Regions from separate parts of the Mus musculus genome. Here region 2 is linked to region 1. A link is a contact called in public promoter capture Hi-C data. All regions are on one chromosome and are shown on one strand. Each heading gives the region's core, a stretch centred on a gene start, on an enhancer-like site or on the middle of the called end of the contact. The rest is flanking DNA. Distances are from core to core; before and after follow the strand shown.

What was found. Promoter capture Hi-C pulls out the DNA fragments that hold promoters and counts their contacts.
Region 2: a contact with region 1 is called in a promoter capture Hi-C map of cranial neural crest. The contact joins two enhancer-like sites. A contact is called at or near these places in 2 of 39 promoter capture datasets (the C10 cell line and cranial neural crest) and 1 of 9 other capture datasets (embryonic stem cells).

What each region holds. Positions count from the first base shown.
Region 1 is chr17:45,156,676-45,160,055 of GRCm38.p6, reverse strand. Gm35097 (a long non-coding RNA gene) reads right to left here. Exons shown (of 3, transcript XR_385591.4): 2 at 1,032-1,228. Among named protein-coding and RNA genes, the nearest start is that of Gm35097, 11 kb to the right of the region's middle. Within about 2 kb of position 1,490, at least 21 of the 459 cell types and tissues checked have an H3K27ac peak or open chromatin away from gene starts, as enhancers often do.
Region 2 is chr17:44,708,350-44,711,730 of GRCm38.p6, reverse strand. All of the region lies in intron 3 of Runx2 (runt related transcription factor 2), which reads left to right. Among named protein-coding and RNA genes, the nearest start is that of Runx2, 27 kb to the left of the region's middle. Within about 2 kb of position 1,715, at least 161 of the 459 cell types and tissues checked have an H3K27ac peak or open chromatin away from gene starts, as enhancers often do.

The DNA of each region.
Region 1 (3,380 bases), core at 241-2,740:
ATTACAATATATTCTCTTATAACATACTTTTGATGACTTGTCAACTAATTTCCTCTTTGTGTTTCCAAAGGAGCAGTATATATTTAAGACAATGCCCCAGGCACATGGACACATACATTATATTAAACTACTGTTTGTGAAATTCTTGCTTGAGAGGCCGGGCAGATGATCTAATGAGTAAAGCACTTGTCTTGTAAGTGCAAGAACCTGAGTTCAACTCCAAGAGCCCATAAAACATGGTAGCATGAGCTAGTAATCCCATCATTAGGAAGACAAAGCCTGGCAGATGCCTGAACCTACTGGGCAGCATGGCTAGCCGAGAATTAGAGATTCCACACCATTGTGAGACGCCTTCTCAAATATAAAGCTGATGGGAGCTGAGGAGATGCCTCAGTGGGTAAGGGGCTTGTCGTGTGAGTTTGGGGACCTGGGTTTGAATCTCCAGAGCCCATGCAAAGCTGAGTGTGGTAGACTGCATCTGCAGCTTCAGGGCTCCTATGCAGACAGGAGGCGGAGACAAGAGACTCCCAGGAAGCGCGAAGGCCCGCTAGCCTGGTGTGCACTGCAGCAAAAGCGAGACACTCTGTCTCAGACAAGGTGGGAGGGGAGGACACCCGTCTTCCACATGTGCAGAATAGCAATGCACACCCCAATTCAAACATGCACGCACGCACGCACGCACGCACGCACGCACGCACGTACTCACGCACTGGCAAAGAGTTTCAAGCTGGTAGCAATTCCTTCCTTCTCCCGACCATCATGGGACCTGAGTCTCATCAGATCATCACGGATGCTAGCTTTGTTTTGTCAAAACATCCTGGCTGGCCCGCCTCCCCCCACTCTGTGTAAGGCTTGACTTTGCCCTGCAGAAATTTTGTGTCTCAGTGTCTCTAAGTATGTGGGCCTCAGCCCTGTTTGTTGTTGGTTAGAATCTCCCTTTGAATCTCTTTCGAGTTTTGTATTAGTAGTGAAACCAGTACTGACACCCAAGAGCCCTTCTGAGATTAACAGGAAACCCCAACACTCCTCACCATCAGGTTCCGGTGAGCCAAAGTCTCTGTAAATATGGCTGCAGTATTCCTTGGGTTCACCTTTACATTGCTTTCCTCTAATGTGAGGCAAAACAAATCACTGCTTCAGGGGTGTAGGGACACTCACGAGATCCTTTCCTCCAGCAGAGGAGAAGAAAATAGAAGAAAAAAGAAGGAAATGGTGTCATCCCTCTGCACTGTAAAGAGAGGGAGTACAGAGATATCAGCTTCCGAAGAGAATCTCTCCCTCCTGGGGCGTCACTCAAATTTTTCTCCTCAGGACCTGGAATGTAGCTTAAGGGGTGGGGGTGGGGATGGAGTCAGAGAAAAAGCAGAAAACTTTTAGAAGCAAGCCGGCTTCTAAAGGAATCCAGACCCGGGGAGTGCTGAACTCTGTCGCCCTAGGCAGTCCAGATGTGGGTAGCTACAGCAATGGCTGTCCCAGGGGCCCGGACTTCATGCTTCAGACTCCTGCTGTTGGCATCGCAGACAACAAAGCCGGTAGCCGGTTTGCTGGCCCATGTGGCGGTGCTAACAGTTGCCAGCTGGAGAGCAGGCCAGTCTGGTGGCATGTGGGGCACAGGTTTCCCTGACTTCCACCTTCTCCGTGGACTGCTCGGTGTCACGTGACTCTAGACCCTCGCTGGAGGCCTACGGGGGAGGGGGGTGTCAGTGGCCTAGGCAGTGAGCACCCGGGGGCCCATCTGGTAGAGTAGGGATGAGTATACCCTCAGAGGCCCTGCCCCTACCACTGAGCCAACCATCTGGAAGCGACCCAGCTATCTGCCAGTAGCTTCGAGGAAAGGGTGTTGACAAGGCATCCCATCTAGTACTATTCTTGGCTCAACAGAAAACAGAGCACAGTAGTCAGAAACCCGTCAGGCCACATCACTTACTATCCTGGAGACCTCCAGCAAATTATTTAAGCATTCCAAAAAAAAAAAAAAAAAAAAAAATCTCACTTTCCCCCCTCGTAAAATACTGATAATATGTTCCTAAGTCATTGCAGATGGTGGCCATCTTGGTCAATGGTGATTTTTCTCTCCAATTTGTTCAGGTCAAAACCAAGTTTTCTGGCTGCACTGTAACTCAGTGGTATAGCACTTATCTTCCATGGTCTAGTTCCCTGGGTTCAATTCCCCAACATGCCACAAAACATGTTAATACAGTACTTGGATCAAGGGACTGTGATATGGTTCAGGCAATCAAGTGCAGGCCTTGCAAGTGTGGATACCTGAGTGTGTAGTTCCAACACTCGGGGAAGAGAGCCAGGCATGGGGCCATGTACCAGAAATTCTAAAATCTGTTGGCAAGCTGGTCTTGCCAGATTCCTAACCTCAGTGGAAAAATCCTGGGTCGAAAAATAAGGGGGTAGGGGAAAGGCTGAGGAAGATACAGGACATCAAGTTTTGGTCTCTACACGCGTGCACACGGACACAGACACATCCGTGTACCATGCACCATACACACCATAGACCATACATGCATCTTTGGTTTCATAAAATACAGATTAGATTTCTTTTCTTGGTTTTTCTGAGAGAAAATAAATACTGTCTTCATCAGCGTATCTTACCAGGTGTTGTCTTCAAAATATCGATTGCATAGTCACAATCCCAGCATTTCTCTGGACTTTTGCTGCTCTCTCTCTGGTCTAAGCCTCCCATCATCTGGTGCCTACAAGTTTCAGTCTCCTTGGTCTCTCCTGCAGCCTGTTATTTACATAGCAACCAGAATAATCCTCGATAGAATATAACGTTAGGTCCCCTTTATCACATGCTCCAAGGACATCACCATGTCTGACGATGTTCATCTCAGCCTGAGGGGAGCGAGCCATCCTCTCCCCTGGTCAAGCCTTCTTATGACATTAGCCCAAGTTGACTTCCTAATGACTCTGCAGTGGGCCTTGGGCCAACCTCTCAGCTAAGACTGAACCTCCAAAACTGTTAAGTGCTTAGGGATAAATTATTACAAAACACTCAACAATTATACAGATTGTGTTTTTGATATCTTGCCTGACAAGTGCCTTCAAATAGATGTAACCAAAGCTTCAGTGCTAGCAGGTCTAACAAACTAGGCTTAACCATCTGTCCCAACGCCACACTAACAATGAAACACACTGTTAACACATATAATAATCAACTCATTTGGAGGAAGAATAAAGAAAGGGAATCCAATAATCTCTAAGTCATCTTTGGGTGCTGATGTGAGTTTTAAGTAGAGGAATAATGGGACCAGGACAAGAGGTATTAATTGGTTCTTGTCAAGCTGTGGTCTCATCTTTTATGGCCTCAGCCATAGTACTGTAAATTATATATACTATAAATTATGGGGCCATAGCCCCATAAATTA
Region 2 (3,381 bases), core at 466-2,965, 450 kb after region 1:
GAGGCTTTATTCCTCTGTATTCTTTTTTTGTTGTTGTTGTTGTTCCTTCAAGATTTATTTTTATTTATGTGTGTGCGCATGTCTGTGTATGGGCCTGAGCCTATGGGTGTGGGCATTTGCAGAGGCCAGAAAAGGACTTTGGAGCTTTTGGGGCTGGAGTCACAGGTCATTGTGAGCTTCCCAGTGGGGGTGCCTGAGAACCCCAACATGGTCCTCTGCAAGACCAGTGAGTGCTCTTAGCTGCTGAATTTTCCCTCCAGCCCTTCCTCCATATTCCTGAGACATGTCTGCTGGCAGAAGTTTTACCTTACTACACTGAAGGCAGGGGTCAAAGCAGTGTCTCCTTGCTCTTTGTGTAGCTCTATTGGGTTCTGGGCTGTCCCCCAGGCCTATGAAGTGCTGGAGAGGACTGGAGGGTTAAGGCTTTCTCTTCCTCATTCCAGATAACATCTGGGATGGCTCACCCTTCTTCTCTGCCATTACTTTGTATCCTTCTTGAGCTTTTTCTGATGGCTGGCCGTGACTTTTGCTTGCTTAGGAATGGTGGATGAGTATTTAGAGACTGGTCACTCGTGAACAGAGGTGGGCGGGGACAGGTAAGCTGTGTCACATGGATGAAGTGTAGAAACACTTTAAGATTATGTGCTGTTTCTGGGAGAGCTTCCTATCTCTACATCCCTGCTGTCTATGAAGGCATTTCCTGGGCCCTGTACTGATGCCAGTAGCCTGAAGTCTAGTTTTCCCTGAGAAACATGAATAAAAAGCCCTTAAGTTCTCCCTCTATGTCTCTGCCTGCCTGCCTGTCAGTCTATCTGTCTGTCTGTCTCTCTTTCTCTGTGTCTGTGTGTACATATTCATGTACACACATGTGTGTGGGGTGCATGTACACATGTAAGTGTGTATGTGTGTGTGTCTGTGTGTGTGTGTCTGCATGCACATGTGTAGGTAACTGTGTGGTGGTGGGTGTACATGCTTACATATGAATGTGTGTGCGTGTGTGCATATAGCACAAGTGTGTGGGGTCTACATGCACATTTGTGAGCGTTGTGTGAAGGTCAAAGGTTAATGTCGTTTCTGAGGCCAGGTCTCTCACTGAGTCTGCAGATGAGTCCCTAGGATCTTCACGGGTCTTCCACCTCAGCCCTGGCACCTCAGGCCTGCACTGCTGTGCTCAGCCTTTAATGCGGGTGTGAGGAACTCTGCACTCAGGCCTCAGGTTTGTGTAGCAGGCCTTTACTAATCAGACCGTCTCCTCAGCCCTAAGCATTTGACTACTAGATTTTCACCTGGCTTGCTCACTGTTTTCCAAGGTCCCCAAGCAAAGGAAATTACAGGCAAGTTCCATATTTTGATATTTGCAAACTTGCATCTATAAAGAGCAGCTTGATTGGTATAGATGCCAGTCATTTGGCCCCCTACTATATAAAATATTATTTTAAAATTCTAGTAACAGCAGGAAGATCCCTTCCCGTACTCACCCCCTCTCTTTAAGGAAACAGTGCTGGTGGAGGTTGGCCCTGGTGTCTGGTAGAATTTGGTGGAATGTGCTCTCTAGAAGAGCAGTTTTAAATCTCTTTCAGTACTTTTCTTTCTGTTGTTGACTGACTGTCAGGAGCTGGGAAGGTGGCCAAGAAGGAAATGACACATCGAGAGGCATTTTGCGTTGTGCAAGAGTCTGGGACTGATGCAAGGCTATATGGCCTGTTTACACATTCCTTCGCTAGCAGACTGCATGGCAGTAATTTAATTCAGGAGCGCATGGCATGCTGCAGCAAGGAGCTATGGCCTTAGCATCCTTTCATGGCAAATTATCACAGCCGTTAAAACATGCTCATGTCCCTCCTGTGCACTCCCCTGGCTACCCCCCCCCCCCCCCCCGCTAGGCTTGCTTTCTCATCGCCTGGGACTGGAGTTAACAGCAGCCTTGCTGGGGAGGCCCACTTTCCACATGCATCCCATCCCAGTTGATGGATTTATTTCTAACTAAATATAGCATTCAAATGATACGTGTGTTCTAGGGTTCTCAATCCACACGCAGGCTCCATTCGAATGTGTCAGTACTTTCTCAGGTCAGGAACGGTTTGTTCTTAAAATAGTGCTAGGGACTGAAAAAAAAAGATTGATTTTTTTTTAAAATGGGGAGGTTTCTTATTTATGAAAATGGCTTTTCTTTCTTCTGAGAAACAACTTGTGATAGATCACTGAGAGATCCCTTGCTTCTGTTTTGGGTCATGTAGTATTTTACCCAGTGGCTACTTGATTTGTATAGCATAGTTTATACTGACAGATGATAGTGGGAGAGAGAGTGATTGTTTTACTTTTTTTTTGTGGCCATAATTGTTCCTAGGTAGGATTTTCATATTGATGACATTTATGCTGTCAACTGAAGCATGGCTTTCCCTTCACATAAAATTCACGTGTAAGTTTTAATTGGGGCAACTTATGGGAACGTAATTGTTCTTGACTTTGAAGTGATTTGGGAAGCAAAGAGAACATAAAAACACTGAGTTCTTAAGGATTAATACGGCCTTTATAAATGATGGTTAAAAGAAGAGACTCTTTATGATGTGGCGCCCAAGTAGCAAGTGAAAGGCTACCCTGTGCTTCTGGTAACCTCTCTACTAGTCTGCTGTTCTCTACTAGTCTGCTGTTCTCTGGTGCTGAAAGCCTATTTGCTAGTAGACCAAAGCCTTTCCGTTAAAAATTGAAGGTTGAGGCTTTAACTTATAACATCTCCAGAAACAGTTAAGTCAGGCTTGTGTTCATGAGCAAAATAAATAAATAAATAAATGTGATGGGAACCTCCTTCTGTAGGAGCAGAGTTCAAGGCAGAGAGGAAGAATTGCTGAGTGATTTCTACTTGCCAAGGTCTTGGCAAGTAAGATGTAGAAAGTAAACAGAGACAGCCAGAGTGCACGCATCATAAGTCTCTGCTCCTCTTGGAGACCTCGGACACCAGCATTAAGCACCGTCGTTGGCTGTGGGTCGGTTCTCACAGGGGGCTGAGTGTACTGTTCATGGCTGGTACACTACTTCAGAATATGTTTTTGTTATTGTTGCTGCTGCTGTAATTTTAAAGTAGGAGTGGTTTTTTTTTTTGTTTTTTTTTTTTTTGTGGTGGTTGTGGTGGTGGGGCGTCTATATTTTGAACTTACCTTCTCTTGCAAAGATTTCCTGCCATAGAATTTTCCTTGTCTAGTTTTATTCTAGATACACATGGCGCCTCTTCCCCTCCGAGGAGGAAAAGCATTCTGTAATTCTTTCCTTTTGCTGGTTACATTCACCAGTGTAGTGTTCATAATCTTCTTAACAAATTAATCATGCTGTCTGTCCTTGTAAAGAAAAAAGGTCTACATGTTCTAAACTGCAGTTGCCATACTT